Linked DNA regions of Danio rerio: region 1 is linked to region 2. Evidence: chromatin contacts called from public Micro-C data. All regions are on one chromosome and are shown on one strand. Each heading gives the region's core, a stretch centred on a gene start, on an enhancer-like site or on the middle of the called end of the contact. The rest is flanking DNA. Distances are from core to core; before and after follow the strand shown.

Evidence for each region. Hi-C and Micro-C count contacts between places; a contact is called where the count stands out from the background.
Region 1: a contact with region 2 is called in a Micro-C map of caudal fin, with 5 times the contacts expected there. The contact joins the promoter of abca2 here to the promoter of paxx in region 2. A contact is called at or near these places in 7 of 18 Hi-C or Micro-C datasets (caudal fin, embryo, hematopoietic stem cells and 1 more) and 3 of 4 datasets of contacts at active chromatin or transcription factors (caudal fin, embryo and gastrula embryo).

The regions. Positions count from the first base shown.
Region 1 is chr5:25,877,462-25,880,161 of GRCz12tu, reverse strand. abca2 (ATP-binding cassette, sub-family A (ABC1), member 2) reads left to right here and starts at 1,300. Exons shown (of 49, transcript XM_068221438.2): 1 at 1,300-1,919. The coding sequence starts at 1,854.
Region 2 is chr5:25,745,478-25,748,341 of GRCz12tu, reverse strand. paxx (PAXX non-homologous end joining factor) reads right to left here and starts at 1,290. Exons shown (of 7, transcript NM_001130597.1): 1 at 1,102-1,290; 2 at 682-742; 3 at 462-511; 4 at 196-380; 5 at 62-112. The coding sequence starts at 1,217. dph7 (diphthamide biosynthesis 7) reads left to right here and starts at 1,639. Exons shown (of 9, transcript NM_001082839.1): 1 at 1,639-1,791; 2 at 1,895-2,031. The coding sequence starts at 1,648.

The sequences.
Region 1 (2,700 bases), core at 51-2,550, 130 kb before region 2:
TACTTTCTGGATTTTATGGGGAAAATAACAGCAAATTAAAATTTATATGTGTGTGTCTGTGAGTGTGTGAGAGTGACTTTTGTGCACTTACCACACTTTGATGTGTCTAAGGAAACCAAAGTATGCATCTCAGCTCTCAGAACTACATGGAGTAAATAAAAACAAAGACTGTGTATTTATGCACCATTAAATGTGACTATAATGGAAGTCAATGGAGCAAAAACTGTCACCAACAGTAACTTATTGAGAAAAAAATGAAAATCTAACAATGCATCAAAGCCAATGTTGTTACTAATCGTTCACATGTCCAAGACTGTAATAAAAGGCAATAAAAAATTCAGTCCACAATTATTTTTAATATTGAAAAAAAATTATTTTATTTTTTTTACAAACTCAGTGACATCACTTGTGAGTTTAGCTATTAAAGAGTTGAAATGCTGTAATTTCATTTGATCAGGACTGAGGTAGATTGACAGATTTATGCAGAGCAATTTTTAAAAATCATGCATTTTTACAGCAATTTATTTCAGTGGATGTTTTCATCCCTAACATAACAAAAGGGTAGTAAATTTGAACAGTGTACAAGGGTTAATATGGATTTTCATAACATCACCCTGCACTTCAGCTTCTCGTCAGGTTTTCTGTCCTATTAAATGGGCCCTGAAATCTGCTGTCCCTCCAATCATAGATGCTGATAGATGGAATTGGTCACTTGATTAAAAGGTTGCTATTTTCTATATGGTGAATAAAAAAAAAGGATGATATATAAATGGTTAGGACAGCGTAAATATCCTTTCCAGTGGGTAAATGAAGTCTGGTTTGTCATCACATGAACCACTAAAGAGCTCACAGAGTATGCTAGAGATGCAATTGCACAACATATAATGTGTACGATAAAGTACATCTGTCAAGATTCGAAAATAATTACTTTTTTTTTTTATATATAAAACTGGGATGAAAGCTTACTTTGCATAGCTCTGCCTACTGTGATTAGAGTTAAAGAGATTCATTCAAAAGATCAATTTGCTAAACTACACACATCACTATCACTATCTCTGGTAATATTATAATCTCAGTTAATACCCCAGAATATATCTGGCCTTGAAGCGTGTCTAATGGTAGAACTAGGCCTATGAACGAGAATTAAATGTATATTTTTTAGACACATCGTGACGCCTGTAGGAACTCGAGCTCCCCCCAGCAGCATACTATTGAAAACAGTGCCATGCGGCAGAGGGCGCTATTTGCTTTAATTTCTCACTCAAAACTCTTTTCAAGGGTAACTCGATATAATAGCACACAGTTCTCCGATCAGTGATCAGACTTAATGCAGTCCACGAGAGCCTCAAAAATTGCGATCACCATGAATTTGTCCAGCCTGGAGAAATGACCTCAGTCCCAGAAGTTAAAGCTAAAGATGGAGATTAAAATTTTGTCACATCGATGGAGTTTCTATAAATAGCCAGGCGTCGCAGAATGATGAGGATTCAGCAGCGCATCAGTAATCCAGCTGAGGCAGCCGCTAGATTACCATAAAAATCACATCTGATCTACTTGACACATCGGTCGCGCGCTCGATGCGCTCAAGTTACTCTAGCAATAAGAAAGGTTCGTTCGCTGCGTTTGGCTGAAGCTGACAGGAGTCTCTCCGCCCACTGCTCAATGAGATGCGAATATCTGTATCTGCTGCTACCTAAAGAGCATTTTGTTCACAAACCCAGCCCTCTTATTTCAGGATGTTTGGCTTTGTCACACGCCGGGGAGGACAAAATGCAGATGAAGCGGAATTTCGAAACAACAACACTGTGATGAATAGATTATAATTTGCGACTTCATTCTCCAACTCGCTGAAAATGGGATTTCTTCACCAGCTACACCTTCTCCTGTGGAAGAACGTGACTTTAAAGAGGAGAGGACCGGTAAGAGTGCCATTGTTTACACGTATCGCGTGCTTTTTCTATTTTAATTCAGGCCTTGATGGGTTTTTGTTTTGAACATGTCGCGAGAGATGCACGAGCAGGCGGTGTCAGGATCACGGATTGAGATGTTGCAAAACATACAACCAGTAATAACCTTTATATACATGTATTCATACAATTTCATCACGATCTGTTTTTTTTTTTTTTTTACATATTTCACAATTTCTACGTCTTATGAAATATCGTGGGCGGAACCGTTTGTTTTAAAGGAAGTTGTGTTGACAGTCTTTGGCCAACCTACTAACAGGTTGTTTAGGAAACTAACAGGTTGTTGCCTGAACAACCTGTTAGTTCGACGGTCATCACTACACATCTCAAGTTGAGCTATCGCTAAACAATCTGTTAGCATGGGTGATAGATTGTCACCTGCTGATGTTGAGAAAATTATCATTTTTATCTCTGATGTGTATCAGACTAGATCAAGTTCAGCCCCACCCATGACGTTCAGATGCTCCTAAACAAGCATGATAAAAGCCATGTATTTTGCATATGGTTTCAGCTGCTACTTAAAGGGAAACATCATGGTCCTGGTGCTCAGAGGTAAACAGATAAGAGGTACTGAATTGGCTCTGAATAAAAAACTGTGGTGAATTAGAGCTGTGTAATTCATAGTAATTACCCATAGTATAACACCAATAGATTGCTTGTATATCTAATGGGAAGGGTGAGCACAGTGTTCCAGATGCAAAAGGGATAGTTCACCTAAAAATTAACCAGCAAC
Region 2 (2,864 bases), core at 41-2,540:
TACAGTGTGAGCTAGAAATTTAATAACAGCTTTTGATTTGTCAACAGGTGTCATAACTTACCAGCACTCCTCTTCTGATAACATTTGCCTGGACTAAATGAAGAGGAAGCACCTAAACAATAATAAAAACAGCAAACATTTAATTCGGCTTGGTTTTCATTTCAGTACGAGTCATTATAGTAATTGAGAGCTTGCCTTGACTATCTAGTTGTTGCAAGCTATCTGCCATTTTAAAGAGCAGGTCCTTGACTTCCATCCTTCCCTCAGAGTCTGTGAGTTTTGCTAGAGACAGGCTGAGATCTGTGGCTTCAGCTCCTAAATGCAGCACAGCACTGTCCTCCAGCAGCTTCACAAACGCTCTGCCAGTCTTGCATGCACATCTGACCAAAGACACAAGAGGACTTTTCAGACCACCAAAGAAGTCACATAACTAATTTATAAGTTACTTGAGAAAACCTCACTTGATTTTGAAGGTGTAATCCTCTGTGGACTTTAATGAAAATTTCTTAAACTGTGGAAAAATAAGCAATTCAGTTTAACTCATCTTTATTTCTAGAGCGCTTTTACAATGTAGATTGTATCAAAGCAGCTTATTGTAGAAGTTTGAGTGAATTGAAATGTATTATTGTAGTAAGAGATGAATGTCTGTCATGTAGAAAGATTCAATCAATAAACCCTTACAAGCTGAGAGAGAATCTCCTCTGAAAGATGTGTTTTCCAAACAGCTTCACCATTGGTAAATCTATGGGGGAAAGGACATGATGAGTTATGCAGTTATACACATCTTAAAATGAACTATTAGGGTTGTTATTGTTAATTATAACTATTTAAACAATATTTTGGTCATAGAAATAAAGCTGGAATAAAATGGCAAGCTGAATAGAGCAATGTCAACAGCTCAAAAAATGTGTTTTGGTGTTTCGTGACCCTTTAAGACTACTAAACCTGAAATTAAAACATTAAAATTCTAAAACAGCACTGGTGTGACTAAAATAAATTGACAGTAATTATATATTTAAAAAATAAATAAATAAAAAGTGTTTATAATAAGTAAACTTTAAGATAGGGAATAATAGCATCACTATTAGCATGTCTACTCACCCAATGTTTATGACTCCTGCTGGTAGCTTTTGCGTAAAAAACACATACTTTGACTGATCATTTTTATCCAGCAATGTGCAAAGGACTGATTTAGACTCCAAGTTATTTTGTTCCATACTTCTTTACCATACAATCACACTAAAGCTGAACCATAGACTGTAAAATAGAGCGGCTTTCCAACCAGGAACTATTAGTAAACAAAACAGTCACGATTTAAACGCTCAGCCAATCAGATTTCAGCCACCCGGAAGTTAAAGCGCGTTCACGTCATGTTTACCTCGTAAAACGATAAAAGTCGAAGTTACACGAACACGGTAATGCTCTTGAAATTGTCATTTGATGTTAAGTTATAAAATGTCAAAAAAACTTAATACATAAAATTATATGAGCTTAAAATTGCAACAATATGACAGCTGACCCGGTGTGTTGAAAGTAACGGTTATCATAGCCTGACGGACAGACAGCGCGCTTCCTCTTATTTGTTGGTCCGTTAACACGTTTATTCTTTCTAAGTAAGTTAGCTTTATGTTGTGCCAAGCGGTTTAAATGGGTTGGCAGTCTCGAACCCGAACCCTGCAGGTGTTTGACACGGAGTTAACTGCGGATACGGTCGAGTGGTGCCCCATACCACAGTGGGCTCATGTTCTGGCATGTGGGACTTACCAACAACTTCTGGAAGGAGATGATAAGGTAATGCTAGATTACATGAATAAAGTCTCTTGTCTTTATTTTATAATTTAAGTTAGTAATAACCAGTCACTTCTGGATTGAAATTGTGTTTTGTGTTAAACAGCAGAGGACAGAAGGTTCCGCTGCCCCGAGCAGAATCGGTCGGCTTTATCTGTTTGACTGTAATCCTCAGTCGTCGTTCATTCCTCCATTGACGGAGAGTCAGAGAATAGACACAGCAGCTATACTCGATCTCAAGTGGTGAGTCTATTAATAGGGTAAAGATGTTAAGAAGTAATTATCACGATCACAATAAGAATTATATTTCATATATAACAGTTATATTCAGTATATGTATTTATGAAAATTATGTTTAAATATGCAAATAAGGCATTATTTTATTAAATATGCAACGATTTGTTTGTATTTATAGCATTAAATTCTTAAGTCAGGTTTTTTTCTGAGGGAATAATATCTATCTATCTATCTATCTATCTATCTATCTATCTATCTATCTATCTATCTATCTATCTATCTATCTATCTATCTATCTATCTATCTATCTATCTATCTATCTATCTATCAGCCAATAAAATGTTGTGTACAATGTATGAGCCGATTCTTCTGTAAAAACTCTTATAGATAAGTGTAACTAACTTTTGGTGTGTGTATGTGCACAAGCGGAGATTTGTGACTCAGTGCATGAGAAAAAAAAGAGAAAACCGCCTTTAAAAATGTATTGTAATTTCATACATGACTTAACATCGTGCAACAAAAGAAGCACATGAAAGCCTATTTTGAGTTTTTGCTTTACATTAGTCTGAAAATAAATACAATAAAATACATTTCTAAATTGACAGGTGCATGAATAAATTGCCTTCAGCTGTCTCTTTGCATACTCAAATATACACTCTAGGTATGTTGTTTTAAATTTAACATATTTAACTTTTTCGGTTATGTTTGTTGTTTACTGTTTATGATGGGAGGAATCCATTTATTTTCCGCATGTATTTTCTAGTTACGGCTGATGGTCCATAATGATGTGGATGCTGAGTTCACATGGAAATTTCCAGGCCAACAAACATTTTTTTTTT